Linked DNA regions of Mus musculus: regions 1, 2 and 3 are each linked to region 4. A link is a contact called in public ChIA-PET and promoter capture Hi-C data. All regions are on one chromosome and are shown on one strand. The core of a region is the stretch at or near the end of the contact, and the rest is flanking DNA. Distances in the headings are between cores, read along the strand shown. Region 1 holds the start of Svbp (small vasohibin binding protein). Region 2 has its middle 16 kb from the start of Gm12927. Region 3 holds the start of Zfp691 (zinc finger protein 691). Region 4 holds the start of Frg2f1 (FSHD region gene 2 family member 1).

Evidence for each region. Promoter capture Hi-C pulls out the DNA fragments that hold promoters and counts their contacts. ChIA-PET counts read pairs in DNA pulled down with a chosen protein or histone mark. Capture Hi-C pulls out chosen DNA fragments and counts their contacts.
Region 1: a contact with region 4 is called in an RNA polymerase II ChIA-PET map of memory CD8 T cells, with 22 read pairs. The contact joins the promoter of Svbp here to the promoter of Frg2f1 in region 4. A contact is called at or near these places in 2 of 39 promoter capture datasets (liver and pre-B cells), 1 of 484 Hi-C or Micro-C datasets (muscle stem cells), 1 of 115 datasets of contacts at active chromatin or transcription factors (memory CD8 T cells) and 1 of 9 other capture datasets (adipose tissue).
Region 2: a contact with region 4 is called in a promoter capture Hi-C map of the C10 cell line, with 2.9 times the contacts expected there. The contact joins the enhancer-like site here to the promoter of Frg2f1 in region 4. A contact is called at or near these places in 6 of 39 promoter capture datasets (the 3T3-L1 cell line, 3T3-L1-derived adipocytes, the C10 cell line and 3 more), 3 of 115 datasets of contacts at active chromatin or transcription factors (embryonic basal ganglia, neural tube and stem cell-derived neural progenitor cells) and 2 of 9 other capture datasets (adipose tissue and pancreatic islet).
Region 3: a promoter capture Hi-C map of liver shows a contact between it and region 4, with 2.5 times the contacts expected there. The contact joins the promoter of Zfp691 here to the promoter of Frg2f1 in region 4. A contact is called at or near these places in 2 of 39 promoter capture datasets (liver and neutrophils), 3 of 484 Hi-C or Micro-C datasets (CD4 T cells, neutrophils and uterus) and 1 of 9 other capture datasets (liver).

Annotation. Positions count from the first base shown.
Region 1 is chr4:119,191,329-119,198,908 of GRCm38.p6, reverse strand. It overlaps Svbp (small vasohibin binding protein), which reads right to left and starts at 3,599. Exons shown (of 3, transcript NM_024462.2): 1 at 3,423-3,599; 2 at 2,888-3,037. The coding sequence starts at 3,001.
Region 2 is chr4:119,269,404-119,276,242 of GRCm38.p6, reverse strand. No RefSeq gene overlaps it. Among named protein-coding and RNA genes, the nearest start is that of Gm12927, 16 kb to the right of the region's middle. Within about 2 kb of position 1,367, at least 57 of the 459 cell types and tissues checked have an H3K27ac peak or open chromatin away from gene starts, as enhancers often do. A contact at or near this core is called in adipose tissue and liver, where this site is marked.
Region 3 is chr4:119,171,348-119,178,657 of GRCm38.p6, reverse strand. It overlaps Zfp691 (zinc finger protein 691), which reads left to right and starts at 4,463. Exons shown (of 2, transcript NM_001145936.1): 1 at 4,463-4,520. It overlaps Ermap (erythroblast membrane-associated protein), which reads left to right. Exons shown (of 13, transcript NM_013848.3): 13 at 1-3,201. The coding sequence ends at 647.
Region 4 is chr4:119,537,023-119,544,197 of GRCm38.p6, reverse strand. It overlaps Frg2f1 (FSHD region gene 2 family member 1), which reads left to right and starts at 5,429. Exons shown (of 4, transcript NM_001004178.1): 1 at 5,429-5,590. It overlaps Foxj3 (forkhead box J3), which reads right to left and starts at 4,537. Exons shown (of 13, transcript NM_172699.3): 1 at 4,353-4,537.

The sequences.
Region 1 (7,580 bases), core at 2,350-4,849, 340 kb after region 4:
TATGTAGCATTCTAGAGATCTCCCAGTCAAAGAGGCATAATGGCAGGAGAGAGGGGACAGTAAGCAGGGCAAGAAAAGGTTTAAGATGTCCAGGGTACCTGAGGCAGGGAGTGAGACTCTGGGTCTGCAAGTCTTGGGGTCACAGCAGAGCTACGATAAGCATAGATAAGTCACTTCAACTCCAACTGAGACTCCAACCCCAGGCACGCCTCTCAGCTCTCCTGCACAGCTAACTTTCTGCAAAGACATAGCTTTATCCCTTCCTTCCCGAGGAGGTGCTGCACATTCCTATGGAAGATTCCATTCCATTCCAGGGAACACGGACAAAATAGCAGGACAGCTTTGGGGGAAGCAAATGGACTGGGCTGGGCGTAGGCTCAGTGGTAGAGCACAGGCGCATACAGGCTCTGGGTTCACGCCCCAACCAACACCATAGAAACAAAACCAAGGGGCCACAAAGTAAGAAGCACTTCTCTGACCACAGGTCTGCCCTCAGGAACAGCTGGACTCCGGCCCCAGCACTTATTCCAGAAGGATTCCCAAAGGATAAAGGGGAAACAGTAACACCTGCTTTGACATTTGCTCACACATGTGCAGGCCCGCCTCAGGCTGACATGAGGAGCTACAGGTGGCAGCTGCTGCCAGCATGGACATCCAGTCTGACATGCCAGCAAGCAAATTACGGACACAACCAGCTGCTCCTTCTAGGTCCACATGGTGACTCCAGGTCATGATCATTGCTGGTTATCAAACGCCTGCAGCGTGCCAGGCCCTGTGGTAAGTGCTTTACCTATGTAATTTCTACTTCAACTCTTCATTACACTGTGAGGTAGATCCCACCACCCTCATTTTACCAAAGAGGCGTCGAGGAAGGGATGTGCACAAGCATCCTTTCCCAGATCACCTGGGAAGAATGCATGGAAGCCAGATAAGTAGATGCTAGGAAGGACAGAAACAAAGCCCTCCACGTCTAGCTTTCAGTGTGTGCACAACAGTTTGGGGGTGGGGGTGGGGCACTGTTTCTTACAGCACCCTCAAACTGCCTGCTAAGGCACAAAGCAATTAAGATCAACAGCTTGGGTCTGGGTAAAGCCATGACACATGTGTTCACAGAATGGAAGGCTTCTGAAATCACTAAGACTACTGGAATGCATGCCCCAGGAAGGCAGCACTCTTCTCTGTCTTGGCAAGGCATGTGTCCACACACTTCTGCCCACCCACAGCAGCAGCTGGATGGTTATTTAATAAATGGATCCAATAAACAAAGCTTGACAATATCAACTGTCAGACCAAAAGGAACAGGACATGTCTCGCACTGTCAACAGGAGTGCCAGCTTGAGGAATCCTCTGAAAGCCATTTGCCAATATCTAGAAGAAATGATTGACACCGGTAATTGCTCTAGTCAAATACCCGACAGGAATCCTAGCAGAGGTGCCAAGGAAGCATCTAAAAGGGTCTCCCCCCACCCCCACCATACAAGTGTTTGTAAAAAGCAAAACTAAGTAATTACAACACCCATCACAGGAGGAATGGGTAGGCATCCTAAATGAGGTGGTCCAGGGGCTGGAGCGAGGGCTTCGTGACTCAGAGCCCTTGCTGCTCTCCCAGAGGACCCTGGGTCCACACGGCACCTTTGTCAGGTGGTTTATAGCCACCTGTAACTCCAGCTCCAGGCATCCGATGGGCTGTGTGACCTCCAAGGGCACCTGAACTCATGGTCACATATCACCACACACATAATGAAAAACACATCTTTTTAAAAATATGTTTATAATGTAGACACTATAAAGAACAAAGAAAACAGATTCTTAAGAGTAGTATGACTATCTCTAAAATGCCATGCAAACAAAACATACTCGCACAGGTAATGTATTCATCTATTTGAATGGAAATGCATTAAACAAAAGGGCTTAGCCACAGAGAGGGAGAAGAGGTATAGGACAAACAGTCAAAGGAGATGTCACATTTCTATGTGGCTTTATTTATCTTAGGAAAATTCTAGGAAAATGCGATACTACTACTAACCACTACCAGTCTGAGAAGCTGAATATGCAGGTGTCTCCTGTACTTTAAATGTCCTCACAAGCACACACAACAAAGAGGCAGAAAAGACCAGCAAGCGTTTCCCTAATACTGGATATTAAAATACTCGTGTCTGGATGTGGTTCCTTAGCCATGTAAACATTTTAAAGCCTTTTATCTTTAAATGATTGTTAAGTGTTGAGAGAACAAAGAAGCACACTGGTGGGCTCATAGCTTGGGCCTTTACACGGTCATGAGCAGACACTTAAATCTGCTGTTGCTGTAGCTGTGGTGGTGGTGGTGGTGGTGGTGGTGGTGTGTGTGTGTGTGTGCCACAGCAAGTGTGGAGGTCAGTTTTATGTAGACCTTCTCTTCTTCCGCATATGTATGGATTCTCAGGTTGTCAGGCTTCTCCAGTGAGGGCTTTTTCCATCCCGCTCACCAACTAGATACTCTCTGCACCAAATGCCCATGTGTACCGGGTCACGGGTCACACTGGCACTTCAAGCATTCTCCTTCATTCATTTGTTCATTTTCTCCTCCCACCCTGATCCCTCTCCCACCCATAGCTACCCTCTTCTCTTTTCATGCATTCCTCAGATCACTAACACAAAAGCTTTGCGCCAGGAGGCAACTGGAGACCCGGTCCAGCTTGGGATTCTGACACTAACTTGGTATGTGACTCTGGGCTTCCGCTTCACCGTTTGGGACCTGGCTGGACTCTCTCCCTCTGGGGGGACCAATGCCTGGGACAAGCAGGGACCCCTAGTAAAGTTTCCTCTGCTGGTTTTTTTTTTTTTTTTTTTTTCTTCCAGCACCCTCTCCAGCTCGCTCAGGCATACAGAGCTCCCTCCTTCATCTCACCTCTGCTCTCTGTCTTTGCTTCAGCTCCTGCTGGGCAGATTTCTGCTTAGCCTTCTCCACTCTGAAGGCTGGTTCTTTAACTTTGGATTTTTCTTTCCGGGCAGGTGGATCCATGGTTTGGCTTCTGAATGCTTCTTGGTTAGCTCTGACCTGATGGTACAAAAAGAGAACCGCTTGCTAGTCCTTTCTCCCAACTCCCTAGCTTGGCAGGTGAGGCAGGGTGCCCTGGAGTCCCACTGCCAGCACCTTGCTGTGCGTTCCTAGTCGAGTCTCCTCACTTCTGAGTCTCAGTTTCCTGCACAATGGGACAGTAGTCATTTCCTGGCCATTTCCCTACCAACCCCGGGTGAGCAGCAGATGAGAAGGCCCGAGAAAGCAGCTCCAACCCGGGGGCGTACGGTAGGGCCGGGTCTCAGAGGCCGAGGGGCGAGCCACTCGGTCCGCGGCAGCCCCCTCTGCCAGCCCCGCCCGCCCGCTCGCCCGCCCGGCCCCTCCGTAGCAAGATGGCGGCTCGGGGGTCCGTGCGCTTCCTTACCCGGCCTCGGGCTCACGGCCTCCGCCACGTCGTAGACAAGCCCCCACGCGGGGTTCACCCTAGCTCCCCCCTTCCGCGGGACCGCAGCGCCCAGCCCGCTGCCCTTGGACTGGGCGGGGCGCGCCGGGGAGGGCGGGGCCGCGGCCTGAGGTGCCCCTCCCGCAGGAGCCACTGCGCCCGCGCAGCGAGCACACCTGGGCGTGGCCGGAGCGGGAGGGGCGGGATCGGAGGCGAGTAGGGCGGGGCCTGGGGCTGGAGGGCGGGGCCTGGGGCAGGGACATTCTTACAAGTAACCAAAGCTTTTCCGGGCTTCTAGTTTCTGGGACAACTGCAAGGCTTTGAAAGGCAGAATCTGATTCCTGTGGTTGAAATTGGCTAGCACTGGAATTCTGAGCATCAGGTTCTAAATCAAGAAAGTCAGGACTGCTGATTGCTTCCTTCCTGATTTATAGATCTATAAGGAGGATCAAATGGAATCCTGTTTACCACAATGCTTTGAAAGCTTTGAAAAAAATGATCTGTCTATCTATCTATCTATCTATCTATCTATCTATCTATCTATCTATCTATCTATCTATCTATCTATCTATCAATACAGGGCCCCTAGCCCAGTTTGGTGGTGCACATCTTTAATCCTAGCACTGAGAAGGGGAAGCACAAACATCTCTATGAGTTGGAGGCCAGCCTGGTCTACATAATGAGTTCCAGGCCAGCCAAAGCTACACAGTGAGACTCTGTCTCAACAAAACAAAACAAATTCAGGGCCCAGAGCATGTGCTAGGCAAAGCCTTCTATTACTGAGCTATACCCTCAGCCGGACAGAAATTGTATCAGTTAGGTTTTCCATTGCTGTGAAAAGACACCATGACGAAAGCAACTCTTATAAAGGACAACATTTAATTGGGGCTGGCTTACAGGTCTTGAGGTTCAGTCCATTAGCATCATAGCAGGAAGCATGGCAGTGTGCAGGCAGGCATGGTGCTGGAGGCCAGAAGAGGATATAGAATCCCCTGGAACTGATATTAAAGACAGTTGTGAGCTGCCATTTGTGGCAGTTGTGGGTGCTGGGACCAAAACCAGATCCTCTGCAAGAGCAACAAGTGCTCTTAACCACTGAGCCATTTTTCTACATCTTGTTCTGAAGGCAAATAGGAAAAGACTGTCTCCCACGTGGCTAGGAGAATAGTCTCGAACCCCAACCCCACAGTGACACACTTCCTTCAACAAGGCCACATCTCCTAGTAGTGCCACTCCCTGAGTCAAACATGTTCAAACCACCACAGGAATCAGAAGTATATCAGCCAACACACACACACACACACACACACACACACACAGAGTGTGAGAGGTGGAAGTAGAGGGAGAAGGAGGGAGAGAAACAGCCCCACGGATAATCAAAAGGGTGTAAACTAAAATTTCTAGCTATCATTTTCATTTGTTATGTTAGCAAGAAAGGTGCCAAGGAGGAGAAGAGCCTGAGAAATAACAATAACTGCTTCCCTTGGGGCTTCCTCTGTTCTAGGCAATACTCTGAGGCCATTGCATTATTAAGTCCCCTGTTCCTCATAAAGATATGTGTACCAATATGATTTCTAAACAGGAACAGGCATGGAAAAGTTAAGTCCAAGATTACCCAGCTAGTAAGTGCTAAACAAGCATTTTAGACAGGGTTTAGAAGACACTGGCCTCTGGAGACACATTCAGACCTGCTTTTTAGTCTCTCTGTCACCCTTACTCCTAGCACTCCAGAGGGAAAGGCAAATGGGTCCCTGTGTGTCCAAGACCAGCTTGGTCTACCTAGCAAATTCCAGACCTGCCAGGGCTACCTCCATTGGGAAGCCTCCATGGGCACTGAGGTGCTTTCAGTCTAAGTCTGAGTTGTTACATTCTTTTCAGAGTCCAATCCCGTACTAGATCTCAAAACCTTAAAGCTGGACACAACCACACGAGTGTGCACACACACATAAACACACACATTACCACATGCTTCCATTTTTAAGAGGTATCAAAAAAGAAACATAAAGTGGAGCTTGGGGGAGGGGGAAAGAGAGTTATTGATCAGTGGATATAGAGTGCATTCTGCAAGAGAGAATTCTAGAAATCTGACGCATGGCGATGTTCATAGTTCTGTACGTAGACTTTAAAATGACTAAAATGCTATGCCTCTGATCCCAGTTACTAGAAAAGCTGAGGCAGGAGAATCACAAGTTGAAAATGTCAGCCTGAGCTACATATAAAATGATTTCAAGATCAGCCTAGGGCAGATTATGGTGAGCCTGTCTCAAAGAAGCAAGAGAACTGGGGATCTAGCTCAGTGGTAGAGCATGTGCCACGGTGCTCAGTGGTAGAGACTGCAAGTTCAATGCCCAGTACCAGAAGAAAGCAAAACGTAAAACGGCAAAGTGGTTTTCACTCCAGTTTTTAAAAATTGACTCAAACCATTAGTTTAAGCAATTTCACTCTGAAGGAGTTGTCACAAGTAAATGACCAGAAGCAGCTCTGTCTATAAAGGGGAAGCCTGCAACACCCAGCATCTTATCATCAGAGTTAAGATGAATAAATGGGGGGGGGGGGTGCAGAGATGGCTCAGTGGTTAAGAGCACTGACTGTTCTTCAAGAGGTCCTGAGTTCAATTCCCAGCAACCACATGGTGGCTCACAACCATCTACGATGGGGTCTGATGCCCTTTCCTAGTGTACCTGAACAGAGCAATGGTGTAATTTTATACATAAAATAAATATCTAATTTAAAAAAGATGAATGAATGAGCTGTTTTTCAGCACTCAGGAGGCAGAGGAAGGTGGATCTTTGTGAGTTCAAGGGCAGCTAGGGTTACATAGAGAGACCCTGTCTCAAAACAGAAGCAAGCAAATAAACAAACAAAATGGATGGAAGAGTAGCTATAATAAAATTCAACACAACCATTAAAATAGCACAGGAGATTTATGATATAATACAATGCTTTTCAGACAGGCAGATTCCCTAGAGCGTGATAACCAGGCAACCTAACCACTTCAGAGGGCCCAGATTCAGTAAGAGACTCCGTCTCAAAATATAAGGTGGAGTTCAATTGAGGAAGACACTTGACATTGACCTCTGGCCTCTACACATACACACACACACACACACACACACACACACACACACACATACACACACACACACACAACCATACACATGCATGCATACACACCCACGCACGTACACACCATTGCTTTAGTATATTAAAACTTAAAAAGCCACAAAGAACATATATTGTCTAATCACCGTATTTTTTAAATATTGTTTTAAAACAGAAAGTGGCTGGGCAGTGGTGGCGCACGCCTTTAATCCCAGCACTTGGGAGGCAGAGGCAGAAGGATTTCTGAGTTTGAGGCCAGCCTGGTCTACAGAGTGAGTTCCAGGACAGCCAGGGATACATAGAGAAACCCTCTCTGGAAAAACAAAACAAAACAAAACAAAACAAAACAAAACAAAACAAAACAAAAAACAGAAAGTGGGAGAAGGCACAGCAAAATTATTAATAAATCTTGTTTTATTAGTAGGGCTTACAATTGTCTTGTTTAAGCTTTCCTGTATTTTGTGAATTTTTACAGTGGATATTTATACTTCAACAGCCAGGAAAAAGTACCAGAGTCAAGCGCTGGGATGAGTGTCTATAATCATAGCACCCAGGAGAACCTCAGTGTAAGGCCAGCGTGGAGTATGCAGGCAGACTCTGCCTCAAATAAAGGAGAAAAGACAATAAACGTTCTTTAATAGTGCCTCGTTCAGGAAACCACAGTTATGTAGCTGGAAGTCCAGACCTTTGTCAATAAACCCCTTAAAGCAAAGCATGGTGGGCCTGAGTTTGTAAATGGCTGTACTACCACCACTCACGAGGCAGATGCAGGAAGGTTAGGAGTTTGAGGTCAACCTGAATTATGTAGTAAGATACTGTCTGAAAACAAAGCAATTAAAACTCGGGAGAAGGGACATAGACAAAGACTGAGTTATGACTCAGTTATGACTGTCAACAGATGGGAGACGTAAGCTCTAGCATTCTAGGGTGAGTACATGTATGATTGTTATATATTCAGGTTAACTAGGAGAGAGAGCAGTTGGAGGTTTCCTAATATGAATGATGATGATGAGGAGGAGGAGGAGGAGAGAGAGAGAG
Region 2 (6,839 bases), core at 118-2,617, 260 kb after region 4:
GTTCACCTGCCTCTGTCTTTAAGCTAGGACTAAAAGCATTTGCTACTGCATCTTGTGAAAGCTTACAACAACCCACAAGGCAGGTCACAAACCTAAAACAGCTGCAAGTCTTTATCAAAACCCATTCCCACCAGGCATGGTGGCACAAGCCTTTAATCCCAGCACTTGGGAGGCAGAGGCAGGCCAGTTTCTGAGTTCAAGGCTAGCCTGGTCTACAGAGTGAGTTCCAGGACAGACAGGGCTACACAGAGAAAAACCCTGTCTCGAAACTCCCCCCCCCCCCAAAAAAAAAAAAAAAAAAAAAAAAAAAAAACAAACACAAACCATTCCCAGTGATCTCCTAATTCCCAGAGAGCCAACTGGTGACCCAGGTATTAAACAAGTGCCCCATGAGGGCCACTTTTATTAAAATCACTACTGTCTTTCAGAAGTCCTAGTCTTTTATCACATTCTCCATATCCAATTGGTGTAATTTCCGTGGACTTTAACAGAAACAGCACACAGCCACCCCAGACTGTGCCCAGGCCTCCACTGACACACAAAGCAGGAGCCGTCTGTGTAAGCTGTCTGCTGCATGTTTTCCACATTAGTGCAAGGGACCTACCAAGTTCTGGTGGAGTGCCCAGGACACAGGCAGGAGGGTCTCTTATGAGGCCAGGCTGATCTACATAGCTCTAGACTAGCCAGGACTACATAGACCCTGCCTCAAAAAGAACCAAAGCTAGCTAGTCTAGAAATACAAGATCTCAGTCAGTGTTCTACAGACTCACTGTGCTCTATTCTATTCCTGTGTCCACTGTTTGTTCCAGTTTCCTTTTCCTGGAACATGTGAGGCACTATCCCCACCACAAGGCGTTTCCTCTTGGCTGTAACTGTTCCTGCAGATAACCAAATGTCTTTCTCCTCCCGGTTCTTAAAAGACCATGGTTTAGGAAGACATTTCTAATGTGTTTAGATGCAGCATCCTCTCTCTGTGTACAAGTTCTCATGCTCTTCTGGATTCCTGCTCTAATTCAGCTTGTTCCTAACACAGCCTATCAGCATCTACTACTTGATTTTGCTGTCTGTTTGCTGTCTGTCCCTGATAGACCGGAAGCTCCTTAGGGGGAGGGGGTCTTATGGCTTGCTTGAGTTCAGAACAAAATAATTGAACCTGTTACTTACTTTGAATAATAACCTAGAGTAGGTTTGGAAGTGGGGTGAAGTGACGGCCATAGCTTAGCTAGACGGGAAGAAGAGCAATGTTATTGCAGGTTAGACTGCTGTTACATCATGCCATAAATTGGGTAGGTGCCTTAAGCAGCACTTCTGAAGGTTAGCAAGTCCAAGATGAATGTAAGCCTTGTGATAGGGCTTACAGTCATAAGAATGGTTACCTTCCTGCTCTGTCCACAGGACAGAGGAACCACTCCCACTTTGAGGGCCCTACCCTTATGACCTCATCCAAATTGAATGGCTTCCTGCCATGGCTTAGATCTGGAATATACCCAAAAGTCTCATTGACAGCTCTGTTGCCATTAGCACTATTGGGAAGGAGGGATGCCTAGCTGAAGGTCTCTTTACCAAGGGACATTCCTTCAGAGAAGGGTGTATGCCTCTTTTCTGTCTTGGACCATGAGGCAAAACGACTTTGCTCTGCCATAATTCCTCTAATATGTCAAGACTGCCTCACCACAGGCCCAGAAGTAAGAGGAAGAGGGGCAAAATAAATGGTCATGAACAAAACCCTGAAACACTAAACTTCCTTAAGTGGGTTGTCTGAGGACTGACCTGGAGATAGTGCTCAGCATTGAATTGAATCTGTCTTGTGCTTGCATGCAGCTAAGTGAAGCAAGCACTCTACCAGTCGGGTTCAGGATTTGATTACTGAAAGTTCATGTGCCTCCCCAGCATCACCACGGGCTCTTGCAATGGCAGCTGGGGCTTCAACATGAATGGGCTGAGGGGTCACCCTGACAGTTTACCTACTGCATGGTATAGTTGGCACATTAACCAAGTAAGAGCCTCCTGAAAGTGAAAGTGGATTAGTTACACTGGAGTGAGATTTATGTTACATGCTGGCCTCGAACTCAGATCCTTCTGGCTCGTCACCCATTTTGTGACAGTAAGATGAAGAACCTGAGCTTGTTCTGTCAGTGCCTTAATTAATATTAATTCTGAAATGAGGTAACTTGAATGCTGAACTGAGATGCCGTGGCAGGCCTCTTGGCTAGTGACCCAGTAGACATGTGAAATTTGCTTTATTCAACTCTTGTAGCTAGAGTTAGTCCTATGACCTAGAAAACTTAGTAAGACATTGGAATGGAAAATAATGGCAATACGATAAATAATGGTCACATAAAAGCCTCTGCTTCCTCTCTCAGAGGGCCCTGGCTGTCCTGAAACTTGGCTCTGTAGACCAGGCTGGGATTAAAGGCATGTGTTACCACTGCCTGACAACTTTCTGTTTTTGTTTACATTTATTTTATATATATGAGTACAGTGCAGCTGTCTTCAGACATACCAGAAGAGGCCATTGGATCCTGTTACAGGTGGTTGTGAGCCACCATGTGGTTGCTAGGAATTGAACTCAGAACCTCTGGAAGAGCAGTCAGTGCTCTTAACCACCGAGTCATCTCTGTAGCTCAACTTTTTGGTTTTTTTATGAAACTCATACAGACCAGGCTAGTTTCAAACCTGTCTGCTGCTACCTTCTGAGTGCTGGAAGCTATGTCACTATCCCCACGTATGTGTTGTATGTGTGGTGCTTGGTACCAAACTGAGGGCCATGGATGTGCTAACAAGTGTTCCATCACCAAGCTACATCCGTAGTACTTGGCTTTTTGAGACTGAGTGACCCTATGTGGCAGGAACTGGCCTCAGCCTTCAGTCAATCCTCTGTCTTACAGACTACCATTATGTCTGCGCCACTGTCCAGCTCTGAAACACCTATTTCTGGGGTATTTTTGTTTTGGGGTGTTTTTGTTTTGTTTTTTTGTTTTTGTTTTTTTGGAAACAGGATTTCTGTGCAGCCCTGGCTGTCCTGGAACTCACTTTATAGACCAGGCTGGCCTCGAACTCAGAAATCCGCCTGCCTCTGCCTCCCAAGTACTGGGATTAAAGGCATGTGCCACCACTGCCCGGCATATTTCTAGGGTGTTTGTTTGTTTGTTTGTTTGTTTGTTTTGAGACAGGATTTCTCTGTAAAATGCCTTGCCTGTCCTAGAACTGACAGAGATCTGCCTGGCTCTGTCCTGAGTGCCAGGACTAAAGGTGTGCATTACCAGTACCCAGTTTTTTTTTTCTTTAGTTACTTAAAGTCGTGAAAGACTTGCTAGAGTTAATGATACCTAACAAAATGACAAAAATACAGAGCCGGGGGATGCCCACTCCAGTCAATCCCAGCACTGGGGAGGCAGAGGCAGGCTGATTCCTGGTCTACAGATGGAATTCTATATCAGCTAGGGCTATGCAAAGAGATTCCGATCTCCCTTATGAACTATAGAGATAGTTTACAAGAGAATGTGGACTTCTGACTACAGGAGACATAAATGAGGAAGAAGTCCAGTTCTTTGCCACATTGTCTGGGACCCAGGCTACCTAAGTGAGCCCGTGCTGATAGCTGCTTGGTGATATTTTTAAGGTAGACTTCTTCTTAGACTTGTTCTCCGACAGTAACCGCCCCAAGAACTCATGGTGGCCTTGCCAGACTTTCCCTAGACTACCTGGTGGTATTCTAGAACCTGTTGTATTCTCTCTGCTGTGGAAAAATGCCTGGCAAGGGGAGCAGCTGAGCTGCCCCGTTTTTGCTGGCAGCGTGAGGGCACAGGCCTATAATGTACAAGCAGGAACTTGAGGCAGCTGTTCCTGTCACATCCTGTGTGAGGAGCCTAAGGCAGACAACTGCACTGCTTGCTTTTTTTCCGATTTGATTTTCTTTAGCATGGCAGTGTGAATGAACAATGTTCCCTGTGATCTCAGATACTTACACACTTAGTACCCAGTTAATGGTACTGTTTGGGGAGAATTAGGATATGGTCTCATTTGTAAATTCCCATGGCTGTGGTGTTTTATCAACAGCATAAGAAGAGTACAGACTGGGACCCCAGCCCGTAGAATGGCTTTCCCCCAATTAGGGTGTGTGTGTGTGTGTGTGTGTGTGTAGCATACATGTATATGCATGTAAATTTGTGGGGCCCGCATGTGTAGACCAGAGCAGAATATTGAGTGTCTTATCATGGTGTGCCTCGACTGCCTTGGGCCAGAGCCTCACCAGACTAGAAGTCCATCACTCAAGGACAGGCTATCTAGCCAAGAAGCTCCCAGGATCTGCCCATTTCTACCTCCCAGTGATGGATTCTCAGGTATGCAGTGATGCTGGCTTTTAACACATGTTGGGATTTCACCTGATAATTACAGAACTGATGCTCTTGACCACTGGGTGTCTCCTCAGCCTACAGTGGGTTTTCACTCAATGAGTCCAGGCTAGAAACTCCTTGGGGGGGGGGGGGGGGGTTGACTCAGTAATTAGGAATACTGGTTTATCTTCCTGAGGACCCAGGTTCAATTCCCAGCACCTACATGGTTGCTCACAAGTGTCTGTGACTCCTCTTGCAGGGTGTGATGGTTTGTATATCCTTGGACCAGGGAGTGGTATCATCTGAAGGTGTGGCCTTGTTGGAATAGGTGTGACCTGGTTGGAATGGGTGTGTCACTGTGGGTATGGGCCTCACCCTAGTTGCCTGGAAGTCAGTCTTCCACTAGCAGCCTTTGGATGAAGACATAGAACTCTCAGCTCTACCTGCGCCATGCCTGCCTGGATTCTGCCATGCTCCCACCTTGATGATAATGGACTGAACCTCTGAATCTGTAAGCCAGCCCCAATTAAATGTTGTTTTATTAAGACTTGCCTTGGTCATGGTGTCTGTTCACAGCAGTAAAACCCTAACTAAGACTCGGGATCTGCCATGTGCACATACTCTCTCACCCACAAACACACACACACTGATTCCATTACAGATGGTTGTGAGCCACCATGTGGTTGCTGAGAATTGAACTCAGGACCCTGGGAAGAACAGTCAGTGCTCTTAACCTCTAAGCCATCTCTCCAGTCTCAGGTTGACAATATTAATGTCACAGATAATTCACTTACATTTTTACTCAACAAACTGTTGGGCTCTGTCCTTGCTCCTCCATTTTCTTTGACAAACATTTCCTTAGTAAAATTCTCACATCTAGTCCTTGAGGGCTTATTGCTTGGAGTACCCAGACACCAAGGGAGACAGAGTGAGGAAACGAGGGGCTGGGCATAGGTTAGGTGTGGTGATGCATGCCTGCAGTTCTGGCACCGGGGAGGTAGAAGCAGAGAACTGAGAATGTCCCTGGCTACAGTAGGTCATTGCCAGCTCGGTCTTTATGAGACTTTGTCTGAAAAGGAAGATGAGAGACTCCTGGGACAATCAGTAGGAGCGGACAGAATCTGAACACTCAGAACTACATAGCACTGAGAATCGGCTCCTGTTATAGAAATGAAGATGCCGTGAGTCTGAAGTGCTGCGACTTTATGACGTTACATGTAACCCCCAAGGGGACTGCCAGAAATAGATATAAAATACACACAGAAATCGTGGTCTTTAATGTTTTACTGTGAAAACGATTAAACATATAAAAGAAGGCAATGTAAGGCTTTAAGGTACATAGAAAACGTTTAAGTACCCTCATCAGCAAGTACTGAAGTTTCCAATCATGTGACAATTTAATAACGAATAAAATCAGTGATCCAGTTACATGCTAGCTGCAGCAGACTGAGATTTTGAGACAAAAGTGAGGGAAAGGGTGAAAACATTCCACACAGACACTTCACTGGGTGAGAGTCAGCGTGGGGTGGGTGGGTGGGTGGCACCAAGTTGATACCTGCTGTCTCAGACCTTGTGTTTGGGGTGTGTTTGTTTTCTCTCTGAGACAAGGTAGTCCACTGAACACAGAGCTGCTGCTTCAGCAGTACTGGCTGGCCAGCAATCTCTAAGGACCTCCTGTCCCCACCTCCCCAGTGTCAGAATCACAGGCACACTGTCCCCTTGGGTTTTTCTGTGGTGATGAAGTCCCAGGTCCTCTGGCTTCTGCAATGGGCACTTTTGGTCCCTGAGCCTCATCCCCAGCCGGACTTGCTTTATTAATCAAGCAAAAAAGAGGCTGGGCAGTGGTGGTGCACACCTTTAGTTCCAGCACTTGGGAGGCAGAGGCAGGCAGATTTCTGAGTCTGAGGCCAGCCTGGTCTACAGAGTGAGTTCCAGGACAGCCAGGGCTGCACAGAGAAACCCTGTCTCGAAAACCAAAAACCAAACAACAACAACAAAAAATCAAGCAAAAAGAAACTTTAAATCAAGTTTATGGTGGAACTGAGGAGATGGCTCAGTGGGTAAAAGCCATGCAAGCTTGATGCTCAGAGCCCATATTAGAGCCAGAAGTGGTTGCACATGTTAATTTTATGTGGGTGGCTGATCTGCTTATACCACTGTGTATCTGTGCACAGGCCAGAAGAGGGTGTCTGGAGCCCTGGAGATGCAGATGGCTATGAACATGGCTGTGTAGGTGCTAGGAATCAAACCCAGGTCCTCTGGGAGAGCAGCCAGTGCTTCCCATCCTCCAGTTGTCATGCTTTAAGTTATGTGTGGGTGTGTGCAGGTGCCTTGGAGGCCAGAGGTATCAGATACCCTGGCAGCCGGAATTGTCGGTGGTTGAGAGATCTCTTCAGCCTCCTAAGATAGCTCTTAGTGTGTCTTTTCTGATCATCACACTGTAAAGTTGTAAAAATCGCAAGTTTGTGGAAATTAACACAAATGAGGGGGGGGGAGCACGGT
Region 3 (7,310 bases), core at 3,214-5,713, 360 kb after region 4:
GGCTCGGCGACAGGAAGCGGCCTGTTCCTGACAACCCAGAGAGGTTTGATTTTGTTGTCAGCGTCCTGGGCTCCGAGTATTTCACAACCGGCTGTCACTACTGGGAAGTGTACGTGGGCGAGAAGACCAAATGGATTCTTGGAGTGTGTAGTGAGTCTGTGAGCAGGAAAGGGAAGGTCACGGCCTCGCCTGCCAATGGCCACTGGCTTGTGCGACAGAGCCGTGGGAATGAGTATGAAGCTCTCACGTCCCCACAGACCTCCTTCCGCCTCAAAGAGTCCCCGAAGTGTGTGGGGATTTTCCTGGACTATGAAGCCGGCATCATCTCCTTCTACAACGTGACTGATAAGTCCCACATCTTCACTTTCACCCACAGTTTCTCGAGCCCACTTCGCCCTTTCTTTGAACCTTGTCTTCACGATGAGGGGAAAAACACGGCCCCTCTAATCATTTGTACTGAGCTTCAGAAATCAGAGGAATCGATTGTCCCCAAACAAGAAGGAAAAGACCGTGCTAATGGAGACGTGTCCCTGAAGATGAACCCATCCTTACTGTCCCCTCAGGGTTCTGAGCTATTTCTGCTTAATGATACCTGGCCCTCTAACCTTGGCCCTGCCCTTAAGGGCCTCAAAGTTCCTTCTTTGTAGGGCTGTGCCCTGTGCTCCACTCTCGTGAGCATCCGGCCTGGCACAGGCTCCTGGCCCAGCATCTGTTTCTCCAGTACCTCATCTCCTTGACCCCAGTCCAGAGCCTTCTGTGGTTTCTCTTCTGCTTTTCTCCCAGGGCTCGGTTCTGAACTCTGCCTTGTTCTTGAGACATCCCCATTGCCCTGGAAGATGACTTTTTGAAATCAACAAAATGCACTCGGGCCAGGTTTAGGAGGAGACCTTGGATGTAATGCAGGGGGACTCCGTTCAGGCCAGGGGAAAGGGCTCTCTCCCTGAGGGAACCTTGGCACCAGCTTCTCTTTGTCAGCCTGATCAGGGGTTATCAGGTGTGAACTTACAGCCCCCAGACCCAAATGTCTTCCACCAGAGACTGTTTTCTTTTCCCCCAGTCAGGCCTCTAACTCGCCACGCCAGCTTTTTACAAGTATGTATCTTGAGACTCACACATCCTTTCTTCTCTGTTCAGGGTTAGAGATGGAGGGGTAAATACTCCATGGGTTTCTGTTTTCTTCAGGCTGTTTACAGCAGAGTTTCGAGACACCCAGAGCTGTTTTCGACAGCTAATTTGAGATGGAGACATCCAGAATGCACATGGTTTCAAAAATTAAGTTACCTACATCATGACAGGAACCAGAATCCCAAGAAACCTGAACACAGGCTGGTAGGAACAGCTGTAACCAAAGCAATCCAGCTGTGCAGCCCTGAGCAGATGAGTTACTCTGCAGTCTGTGGCTATGGCCCTTCTGAAAACTTCCTGACATTCAGAGAGGCCCAGTGAGAAAAAGGTGGCAGTTTGAACTACTCACGTATACCCACAAGACTATTAGATTTGACAACAGCCTCCAGGTCAGAGATTATTGAATTCAAGAAAGTTGGTCTTGTTTTAAATAAGACACCTTACTGCCAGGTATGGTGGTACACATCTGTGATCCCAGGTGGATTATTGGAAGATATATCTGTGTAAATGATAGACCAGACTGGTCTCTGTAGTAAGTTCTAGGACAGCCAGGACTTTGTGGAGAAACCTTGTCTCAATGCCATGTCCTCAAAATGAGATAAGATATCATATTTGGAAGATTATAAGGTGAGACAACAAAATAATGAATTCAGGGCTGAAAAGATGGTTCAGCGATTAAGAGCTCATTCTGATCTTGCAGAGGACCTGGGTTTGCTTTTCTAGCACCCATATTGGGCAGTTCACAACCACCTGTAATTCCATATCTAGAGGATGAGACTTCAAGCCTTCAAAGGCACCTGCAACTCGCTGCACATGCTACACATCAACACACACACACAGACTTTTTTTATTAGATATTTTCTTTATTTACATTTCAAATGCTATCCCCTTTCCTAGTTTCCCTCTGAAAACCCCTTATCCTCTTCCCCCTCCCCCTGCTCCCCAACCCACCCACTCCCACTTCCCGGCCCAGGAATTCCCCTATACTGGGGCACAGAACCTTCACAGGACCAAAAAACCTCTCCTCCCATTGATGACCAACTAGGCCATCCTCTGCTACATATGCAGCTAGAGACACGAGTCCCTCCTTGTGTTTTCTTTGATTGGTGATTTAGTCCCAGGGAGCTCTGTGGCTACTGGTTAGTTCATATTGATGTTCCTCCTATGGGGCTGCAAACCCCTTCAGCTCCTTGGGTACTTTTTCTCTGGCTCCTTCATTGGGGACCCTGACACACAGGCTTTTTAAATTAAATACTTAAATAATGAATCCAAGTTTTGGATGTGGATTGGGGAAAGAAGGCAAGGCACTTTCAAGTCATACCCACATATGTGTTTCGGCCTGTTTGTGGAGTTATTAATTACAGATTTGCAGATGGGAAGGCAGCTGGACTCTACAGGAACTAGATCTGCTACAGGCTCTTTCCAATAGAGCCTATATTAGTGTTCCCTAGAGAAAGAGAACCAACTGTGTGTGTGTGTGTGTGTGTGTGTGTGTGTGCGCGCACACACATGCAGACACAGTAAGAGATAGAGACAGAAAATAAATACGAGACTGAAGTTGGCAGGTCAGAGTACTAGAAAGAGACAAGTTTTAGTTGCAGTGTAAGGTAGGGAAAGAGTTGATATCCGTCTAAAGCCCGACAGGCAGCGAGACTCTTCTAAGGTCTTCCACTGGTCAGATGACGACTCCCACTGGTTGGATGACTCCCACTGGTCAGATGACTCCCACTGGACTTAAGGAGGGTGACTGCTTTACTCAGGCTACTGATTAAATGCTAATCTCGTCCAAGCTCCTCTCACAGAGACACCAAATGTGATGTCTGACCAAGTGTCTGGGACCTTTGTGACGGGTCAAAGTGATATGTAAAATTTGCCATTACAGTACCCAAAAAGAATATTTTGTTTGTCTTTGTACAGTTATGAAATATACCCTTTAATACTTATTGCTTGGTATGTTGTCTTCATTATGAAAGAGGCTGTGGAGAAAACACATTACGGGGTTGGTTTCTGAATAGCTCAGCCACAATTCAAGCAAACTTTAGACATCATTCATAATAAACCCAGTTTTACTCCTGAGTCTGACTTTTGATGTTTTATTTTTATCAATTTATAAACTAATAGTGTGTAATAGATACTTACACGTCACACACATCCTCAGCTCCAAACATAATTGCTTGAGTAGCCAATCCTATTGGCTAACTAACTCATGCTAGTCTTACCTATTGAGAGAATTTACCAATAGAGAATAGAGCTATTTGTAGAAGCAGGAAATGTTTGTCTGTGTGTCTGCCTATTTGTCTGACTGTCTGTCTATCCACTCAGTCCTTATATCCTTACAATAGTTGTGCTAGGAATTTTATAGAGGAGAGAGGTGGGATTATAAAACTTGACCCTCTCTTTTTTCTTTCCTGATTTTGTGTGTGTGTGTGTGTGTGTGTGTGTGTGAGTGTGTGTTCTTGTGTGCAGGTTCTCAAATTGTCCAGAATTGGGCATTGGATCCCTTGGATCTGGAGTTACAGGTGGTTATAAACTACCTGATGTGGGCGCTGGGAATCCAGGTCCCCTGAAAGAGCTGTAAGTGTTCTTAATCACCGGGTCATCACTAGCTCTAAAGCTTTACCAGCTACAAAGACAACCATTGAAAGACCACACAAACAGGAAAAGCTCGTAGTTAGCTTACACATCAACTTTCTTTATCCTCTTTATCTTTCAAGTTCTTAATCTTTATTGTTCTTCAAAATAAAATCTGGGAAAAACAACAACCAGCCAACCAAACAAAAACCATCTCTGGATAACTTACTGGTCTATTATATCCAGATTGATGCGAGACTTTTGGGTTAACAGGATCACATAGGACACAGAAAAAAAAAACCAAAACCTACGTTGGGCCACTGGCCGACCTGGCTGGAGGTCATTCCTTGGGAGAGGACACTTAGCTTCTCGGACAAAGAGATCGAACTACTTTATTTTTAAATTCCTTTCCTGGTACATGTCCTTTTAATTTTAAACTATAAACTTTAAATGAACTGCGAGGTTTCTATCGAGGGCCACCGCTTCAAAAGACAAAAAGAAAAGAAACCTGATGACCTTAGAAGTGATGACAGCTTCACCGCTGAGTTCTGAACTGGGCAAATGTTTTCAGCGAAGCAAACCTCCGAACTACAACTCCCAGCATGCCGCGCACTAAACCAATGTTTATTGGCCGTCCTACTAGGTCTTGTGCAGTGTGACAGTTAGTATAGCCAATAGAGAGGAAGAACGTTCCCAGGATCCAATCCGAACGCTGTGAAGGCGGATCCTCTCTGGGTTCCGGCTCCGGCTCCTTCCCCCGCCCACCGAGGCGCCGCTGTCCCTGACCGAGCCGCGGGAGTGAAGTGGGTCGCGGCTGTGTAGAGGTGACGTGGGGGTTATGGGGGAGGCGAACGCGAGGCACGGGGCGCTTCGAGCCTGGCCCCTTCGCTCTTGCGAAGGCCTTGAAGGCTGATGTTTGGGAAGTTGCTGTTTTGCGAGTCCCAAAGGCCGCCGGGTACCGTGTGTCCCTCCGCTGCGATCACGTCCCCAGTCCTCGGATGACCCAGTCTTACTACCCTCCCTGCCTTACTGTTGGCCTTGGACCACTCCATGCCCCTCCCACACACCGTGTCTTTAGAGTCGCCCCTTGTACTCTTCCAGCTCCAGTCCCAACCTCATGGACATCTCTGAACCCAACTCTCGTCCTTCAGCTTTCCCAGCTGACTCCTCCAGCTTTATCCTCCTTCCCCACTTAACTAGGCTCTTTGGACACTGCTGCAGCCTTTGTCCCCTCTCCCAGGCCACCTCAGATTCTTTGGCTCCTTTGATGATCCGTCTCTGAATCGCTATGTAGCTCCGGTGAGTGCTTCCTTAATTTTTCACACTCTGTCCCCGGTCCTTCCAAGTTACTCCCGGTACCCTTGACTCGAACCCGGATCTAGAACTTTAATCTTTCGGACCCCAGCTTGGTCTCTTCCTTCTAATCCAGGCTCTTGTCCTTCATCGTCTGTGATCACCAAGCCTCATCTTCTTGCCTTGTTCTTAGAACTCATCCCTCCTCCGCACTCTTGCTGGCGACTCTGTGCTGCTGAGCTCCGAGGAAGAAAACCCCACATGCACTAGGTCTCTTCTCCCTCCGATCTTTGTAATGCAAGGTGACTTTGTGTTATTTCCACACTGCCTTTTCAGTCAGGGATGGACTCTCCGTCTCTGCCAGCCTTGGTCCTGCTCATCTGTCTATTTTGCAAGTCATAGTTTAAATTTCACCTCTTCAGTGAAGCTCCCTCCCTGCCCTCTTCAGAGAGGTGCCTTCTCATTTCCTAAGTGCCGTAGCACCGTCTCTACCTCCAGTCCTGGTGGAATGGTTAAAAACCTCAGCTTTGGAGGAATCAACTTGGGCTTCAGTTTTGCCACCTACTGTGTGCTCTTAGGCACGTGACTTGATTTCTCAGAGTTTCAGTTTCATCATTTCTAAAGTAAGTATGAGAAATTAATAGTTGAGCTAGATGTAGCGGCTCATGCCTTCAACCCCAGCACTCGGGAGGCAGAGGTGCTGTAAAAATGAATTGAGATGGTGCATTGGACCGCTTAGCCCTAGGTCGAGTGCTCTGTAGGACCTTTAAAAAATATGAGCTGTTATGGGCTACTGTGTAATATGCCATATGCAGTGCTGGCCAGAAAGAATGGGTGTATGTACTGCCTGTTCCCTGGAACTTAACCTTGCATATTATGTTCAACTTGGTCGGTAGTGTCTTTACCTACCGAGTCATTTTTTTTTCAGCTCAGTTTTTAAAATGTATTATATGTATGTGTGTGCACCTGAGTATGTGCACCACATGTGTGCAGGTGCCTGTGGAGACCAGAACCTGTAGCAGGAACTACAGGCAGGTGTGAGCTACCTGATCTGGGTACTAGGAACTGAATCTGAGTCCTCTACAAGAGCACCAAGTGCTCTGAGCCACTGAGCCAGCTCTTCAGCCCCAACTCAGTCTTTTTTAAAAAATTTGTTTGTTTGTTTGTTTTAGTGTTTGAGACAGAGTCTCATTATGTAGCTCTGGCTGTTCCAGAACTCACTACGTAGATCCAGCAGTCCTTGAACACACAGAGATCTGCCTGCCTCTGCCTCCCAAGTGCCAGGATTAAATGCCTGTGCCACTCTGCCTTGCTGACCTCCTACTCTTATATTTACCCAACATTCCGCCCTGGAGAGAGATTGGGTAAATTATATGGTCTCAGCAGTTTTACAAAAGAATACACAGTTGGGCATGCATGGTGGCACTCAGGAGACAGAGGCAAGTGGATCTCTGTCAGTTCAAGGCCAGCCTGGTCTACATAAAGAGTTCTAGGGCAGCCACAGTTACATAGAGAAACCCTATTTAAAAATAATTAGTGGAGGCTACATTGCTTCTTGTATATTATTAGATCCTGAAATCCTAGGCAGAGCCAACAGGGGCAGAGATGAGAGTTTTCATCCATCTCATCTCTCATTCAGAAAATCAACTGAGCACCCAGCCTTGTGCTACAGAAAGCTACTACAATGACCTAGTCCCTTAAGCTGCTTAGAAAGAACTACTGAGAACAGATGTGTGAAAAAAGTAAGCATATGAACAAGCACAACGTTCTGTTACAAAGGAGAAAGTGGGCGCAACTCAGGAGATTGCCGAGGAATCTTAGCAGTGGGTGGGATTAGACACAAAGCGTGACAAGAATTCTGGATATACTCTGGCCTTCTGTACCTCCTAGTCAGGTCACTGTGGGTGGGCGGCATGTATACTTTTTGTGGCTGTATCAGATATGGATGTGAATGTGGTCTATATGTCTGATGTCAGTATGTTGGTTATATGTGTGACATGAATGGGCACGTGGTATGGATAACTGATGTCAGTGTGTTTGGTCCTGTGTGTGGTGTGATGGAATGTAACTATAGCTAAGCATGACTCCAGCTGTGTGTTATTTAAGAGCTTAGCTGTGTGTGCAGGAATCTGTGAGAAGCTGGCACTGATCCACAATGGCAGACAGAGCTCAAGCCCTGCTGTAGGTGTTGTTAACCTGTCGGAAGATTACAGAAAGGTCTAGAGAGGAATGGGTTGGCAGAGCATAAGACTATTCAGGCTGGGCCTTGTAAGTAACTACTTCTAGGTATTTCTGTTCATCTCAGAGTCAGTGAGTAGATG
Region 4 (7,175 bases), core at 4,180-6,679:
ACAAAAGACTGTCACGGTAAAATAGTATGATCCTTACGGGTGTGAAGGGGAATGTCTTTAATTGAGGCCTCAGGGGGCAGAGGAAGACAGATCTCTGAATTTGAAGCCAGCCTGGTCTACATAGAGGGTTCCAGGACAGTCAGGACCCTGTTTCAAAAAAAAAAAAAAAAAAAAAAAAGAAAGAAAGAAAGGGAGAAAGGAAGAAAGGAAGGAAGGGGGAGGGGGGAGGGAGGAAGGAAGGGAGGGAGGGAGGAAGGGAGGAAGGAAGGAAGGGAGGGAAGAAGGAAGGAAAAAGAAACAAAACAGAACTTTCTTCAGAACACTAGTTTCTTTTTGGTTTGTTTGTCTGGATGTTTTTCAATGGGAGTCCTGGAACTGAGACACTCCTACTCCTCTGCTTCCCAAGTACTGGAGTAAAAGGCATAGAACACTAGTTTCTTTTCTAAAGACAAACTCCATTTTTTGATCATTGAATAACTCTGATATGATAAATAATAGTAATACCAGAGGAAATCTTAACCAGCATAAAATCTCAACAGATCCTGTGAATACCTAATTTGTCACCTGTTACCTTTCTTTTAAAATTCCTTCTGGTCTAGTTCAACCATCTTTGCATTAAGGTCACTGTCTGTGATTTTTAAAACTGAATTAAGCATTGTCAACAGTACTACCTTGTAGAAAATCCTCCTATTCTTGGCTTCTGTGACAGAAATTATTTCTTGGTTCTTGTCTTAGTCAGGGTTACTATTCCTGCACAAACATCATGACCAAGAAGCAAGTTGGGGAGGAAAGGGTTTATTTGGCTTACACTTCCATACTGCTGTTCATCACCAAGGAAGTCAGGACTGGAACTCAGGCAGGTCAGGAAGCAGGAGCTGATGCAGAGGCCATGGAGGGATGTTCCTTACTGGCTTGCTTCACCTGGCTTGCTCAGCCTGCTCTCTTATAGAACCCAAGACTACCAGCCCAGAGATGGTCCCACCCACAAGGGGCCTTTCCCCCTTGATCACTAATTGAGAAAATGCCTTACAGTTGGATCTCATGAAGGCATTTCCTCAACTGAAGCTCCTTTCTCTGTGATAACTCCAGCTGTGTCAAGCTGACACAAAACTAGCCAGTACAGTTCTTCTCAGAATGCTTTATTTTCCTATTAGCCTACTTTAAAACCCCAAATTCGCTGGGTAGTGGTGGTGCATGCCTTTAATCCCAGCACTTGGGATGCAGAGGCGAGCAAACTTCTGAGTTCAAGGCCATTCTGGTCTTGTGAGTGAATTCCAGACAGCCAGGGTTATAGAGAAACCCTGTCTCAAGGAGGAAAAAAAAACAATTCCCCAGGTTTTCCCACTATACAATATCCCCCCACCTCCCTGAAAAAGATTTACTCAAGTGTTTTACTACCACTTACTGTAGGCCCATCACTGCAAATCCACAGCTCACCTGACTACCCACTGTAAATGATAATCAAATGCATAGGTAGGAACCTACCTAAGTCACTTCATGATTATAAGACATTAAGATGAAGACTTAATAAAGTAAATACATGTAAGAGCTTACAACAATTGTGGGAATGCTTTAAAGCATTCAATAAATGCTATTGTTTTATTTCACAACCAGTTTCTTATGTCAGACTATTATTCCTAAAACTCTCCAAGAATACTCTGGTCAGGCTCCCATTTCCTGCACACTCAGCTGACATAGAGACCTTCTTCAGATACGTCGTTTCGCTGTCTTAAGAAAGCATACAGCAAGCCGGGCGTGGTGGCGCACGCCTTTAATCCCAGCACTCGGGAGGCAGAGGCAGGCGGATTTCTGAGTTCGAGGCCAGCCTGGTCTACAGAGTGAGTTCCAGGACAGCCAGGGCTATACAGAGAAACCCTGTCTCAAAAAAAAAAAAAAAAAAAAAAAAGCATACAGCAGCCTACCAAACCAAATCTGTCCTGACAGATCCTCCCCAAGGTACCCTAGCCAATCTTGTAAGTACACATATTATTCACCAGTGCAACACTCTGTGACAGTCCCTGTAATCTTCTAAACACACTTGCCTCCTCACCTTTTTTATTTTTTATGAAAATTCCTTTTTCATACCACTTATTTGGTTGCACTATTTCACATATAAGTCTGCTGTTATTTAATACACAGAACTGGTGCGTATAAAGCTACTTCTCCATAAGTAGAGACAACTTCTACTCCTTTTCAACAGAAGTTGAAATCTTAGCTCATAGCACTGTATTTTACAGAAGTATACAAATGCTGACTGCTCTGCTATAAAAATGTGCCTCAGAGAATAGCAGAACATCTATTTCTCACTGCCCCACCCATACTTAGTGTAATGAAAACAGATAGAATCTGTATTTCAATACTATTATTCTACATAGAAGGAAAAAGGAAGAATGTGCTGTCACTTGTATCAGATAAATAGGGGAAAGGCACTATCAAAAATACATTTTAGACTACAATGTAGGCAGTTAGAGTAGTAACACAGTCTGTAATTTCAGTACTTGGGAAGTGAAGGCAAGACCAAGAGTTCAAGGCCAGCCCTCACCACACTGAATAAAAGGACACCCTGGTCTACTTAAGACTATCTAAAATTAAGATGAAAAAAGGGAAATCTTCAGTTTGAAAAACAGGAGAATATTGGAAATTTTCACATCGAAAGAGTGACTTCAAAACAGTAAGTTTTATTTCACCCAAACTAACAAACTGAAAGCCAAAATAAACAATCTTGACCTCATCCACAAAACACCTAATAAAGGCATGAGAAACTCCCTAGCAGCCCACAACAGAGAACACGGCCCACCTCAATTCCAATATTAAACCAAACAGGGAAGAGCTTCAAGTTCACCTAAAACAAAACACTCAAAAATGAAATCACATCTACATAGCCCTTCCTATCATAAAAATGGGGATCACTTGGAAAAAAAATAAAGCAGCAGCTATCGTTTTCTCCATAAATACTATGATTTTAAAAAGAATAAAAGAAAGGCGTCTGTCACTGCTACTGTAAAGAGAGCAATCTGTGGTCTCCCAAGAGCGAAACACAGAAAGATGTAAATGTTAACCTGAAAGAGCTTAAAGGGAGATGGGGAGGGAGACATGTATTTCAAAACAGTGTTAAAAAACAGAGCCCAATAGTACCTAGTGCATTTTAGAGATGTGGAATAAAGAACTTTCTGCAAAAGCAGCAAGCAGGACTACCTAGTCCTTCTACTAGAGAAAAATCTACGTATATTACACCCAATAGAACATGCATGCTTTCTCACTAGGGTACAAAACACAAGGAAAAACTAAAGGCAAATAAACAGTGAAAGGTGAAAAGAAGCCCACCAGTTTCGAGCGCCCCGACACGACTCATTCAGAAATGTAGCAACAACTTGAGCCCTGCATCAACACAGACTAGAAAATACTAGGCCACAGTGACACAAGAAAGTAGAATAGAGAAAGGAAAACCGTACACACCAACACATCAGTTGCAAGCGCCTGCTCTCTGGAGAATTAAGCAGTAGAGAAGAGCAAGAGCTACTGGTACTGAAAAGATGTCAATTAACTAAGATCTGGTCGATCCCCTAGTAGTCTCAATTTCCTAAGAGTACAACTCTTGATTCTTCCATCAAACAAGTCATCCTCGGCAAAACAAACTGACCTTAACACCTTCCCCACGCTGCCCGGAAGAAATCACGGGGTGGAGGGGAGTAAAGCAGGGCGGGGGAAAAAAAAAAAACAAAAAACATCTCAACCAACTGCAAAAAATGGAGGGAGTGGGAGGGACGGGGCACTACCACGTGGGCAGGATGCAACACACGCAGGACAGCAGCAACACGTCCGCATGCGAAGGCTGCCTTTCCCCCAATGCCAGAGAAGGGCCCGGGGACAGGATGGGAGAGAAGGTGGGACCCTCGCCCCAGCCATTTCAGCCCCGCAGGGCACCCGCGACCCACAAGGCAGCGGCCGCCTTCCCGGCAGAATAGCGCCTGGAGGGCGAGGAGGGGACGCCGCATCGCGCCGGGAACAGGACGAGCCCGGACCAGGTGCAGGTCACGGAGCGACGAGGGCGCGACTGTCGCGGTCCTCCGCGGCCCCGGCATCCGCAGCGCGGGCCCACCTGGGGGAGGGGCGGGCGCGCGCGGCGTCGGGCTGAGGGGCAGCGGCAGCTGAGGAGTGGCGCCGCGGGTGAGGGAGGGCCGCCACCCGGCCGGCCCAGCCTGGCGCCCACCGCCGGCCACAGGGAGCGTGCGCCGAGGACGGCGAGCGCCGCTCGCCCAGGGCAGCCCCCGCCCGCGTCCCGGGAGATGCCCCAGCCCCGCCTCCCCGCCCGCCGCCCCAGCCCCGACGAGACCCTGGCGACGCGTGCTCACCTCAGGCTACGCAGGCCGGGACGGCCCGGCCGAGCCTCCGGCCGCTGCGTGCGTCTCCGTTCCCCGCGAAAGGTCCCAACGGCGCCCTCAGAGAGCGGCCCAGGCCCGGAGCGGCGCCGAGAGTGGCGGCGGCGGCGGCAGCGGCGGCGGGAGCAGCCAACATCCGGGGCCGCGCACCCGGAACTACTTCCCGACCCGCTCCCTCCCACCCCCGCCTCCCGCGACGTCTCAGCGCTCCCGGCCCGGCGTCCTCGGCTCCACGGCCCGCCCCGTCGTTGCTGCGCGATGTGCGAGGGATCCCTCCGCGGGGACAAGTAGTGCCTCTGAGCTCCCGCGGCTCTGCCTGCTTGCGGCCAGCGGGAACCGGCGGTGGGCGGTGCGGAGCGCCTTGCAGTGTTTGCGCCTCGGACTTGACAGCGGCTGGCCGAGGCGGCCCCGGCCCCACTCCCGGGATTCCAACTCCTGAGGAATGCGCCTCGTGACCTCCCCGCCTTCCAGCCTCTGCCTCTGCGCGGCCCCGTCAAGCACCCAGCGCGGATTTTCCCGGCCGCCACCGGGGCGCTTTGGACCTTGCTTGGGGACACGCGTCCTTCGGAATGTCAAGAACCCGGGTTCGAGGCCCCTCCCTACCCAGGCATGTCATCTTGTCATTACCCCTGCCGCGTCATCCTCTCCATCTCAAGTTAGCTGGCCAGGTCGTGGCCTCACTATCAACAGGTGGAGCCTTTAGTAGGGTTGTTCAGACTTCTGGTAAACTTTGGACTTTCCCTTTGGTCTTCCCTGGTCCTACCTCTGAACTGTTAGCGTTGACAATCTGTGCTATCCTGTTACACTTGGTAGGTATTTGCTGCGCAGAAGCCGCGTTAAGTCACGTACTCTTCCCTGCAGCCTCAAGAACAGCAAGTGAAGAGCAGTTGCTCAGTATTTGGACATTAGATGGTTAGATGGATGTCAGTGAGTTTGGTTGATTGAGAAAGCAAAGGTCTGAGAGAATTGACCCTGGCAACCTTGCTGAGCTAAGACAGTGTGAAACCATCCTTCCATTCCTTCATGGAGCATTGAACACTTTCATCTGTCAAGCATCTCCTGGCAATGGGAATTCTAAAGGTTTATCCACTCATTTGTCCAACAAAGACATAAAAAGTCATTGTACCAGGCACTACTGTAGTGCTTCAGATTAATCAGTGAACAGAAAAGGCCGGTGGAGGGGCAAGTATCATTCCCTCATGGGCAGAAAGGTGATAAAAATTATGAATTATGTAATAATGTTAGAAAACATTGAATGATACCTTGGGGGATTGGGGAGGAGCACTCAGGACAGAGCTGTGTGGAACACTAGAAGGAAAATCCTTTTAAAAAGAGCTGCCTGGGTGAGCCACAATAATAAGGCAACTTGAATCAGAGGTTTGAAAGAAGTGAAGGGATTTGATGTAATTGTGGTTAGAACATCCCTGTGAGTGTTAGAAGTAGCGAGGGTCGGGAGAGGTAAAAGATAAGGACAGAGGGGTATCTTGTGGGCTATTGACAGTCTCTCCAGAGCTTTAAACAGTGAATGCTCTGCTTAGAGTACAGGGTAGGAAGTCAGAGGGGGCACTACCCAGGGACAAGGTGATGACCTAAATTAGGACAGAACCACACAGGAAAATAAGACACGGGCTTTTATATTTTTAAGCACTCAGTCTAGGGGCTAGCAAGATGGCCCAACAGGTAAAGGAGATTACTCCACAAGCCTGGAACCAGAACCTAATCCCTGGAATCCATGTAAAGTAGAAAAGAACCAATTCCACACACATGCTGTGGTAAGTGCGCTATACACGTGTACACACACACACCACAATAAATAGTTAGAAAAATAATTCATCTAGATGCATGCTCATAACTTCAGCTCTAAGAAAACTGTGGCAAGAGAATGATAAGTTTGAGGCCACCCTGGGCCACATGGACTCTGTCTCAAAAACAAAGAACTCATAGTCTAGTGAGACATAAGTAAACTGATTACATAACATCATGACAAGGAGAACATAGTCCCAAAGAGGATACCCCCACCACCCCCCTTGCCAGTCTTCCTGGGGAAGGGTAGACTACCGCAGATTCATAGAGAGAATTAGAATTACCTGGTTGGCTGGTCAATCAAGTGGCTCCTCAGTTGAACATAATTAACACTAGCCTTCCCAGCCTCTCAGATCTCAAAGTTCACCTTCCTCCACCTAGGCTTGAGACAGAATACTAAAAAGCAGCCTGGGTGCTGCTCTTAAAGAGACGGGTACAAAGCCAAGCAGTGGTGGCAGACGCCTTTAATCCCAGCACTTGGGGGGCAGGGGCAGACGGATTTCTGAGTTCAAGGCCAGTCTGGTCTACAGAGTGAGCTACAGGACAGCCAGGGCTACACAGAGAAACCCTGTCTCAAAAAACAGAGAGAGAGAGACTGATACAGCTGTTTCCGTTTGTGGGAGGGGTAAATTGAAGCCAGGAGTCACCAGGATTTGACCTGGAGATCAGGATCATAAAAGACCATAGTCAGGAATCTCTCTGAGACACTTAAGTAGAGTCAGCCAGAAGATAAAGTACAAAGACAAGCAGGGACTTGGCTCTAAACCACTTTGGCTACCTCTGTAATGGCTATTCCTGGTTGTCAACTTTATCTGGAATGAACTACAATCAGAATTGGAGGGCACACCTGTGATGCAGATCTTGAGGCTGGAAGAGAAGTTTCAGACCTAGATCTTGGCGTGGAGATCTTGAGCCATAGTGGCCATGAAAAGTTTACACCCAGGCAAGGTAGTACATGCCTTTAATCCCGGGAGACTGAGGCAAGGAAGATCT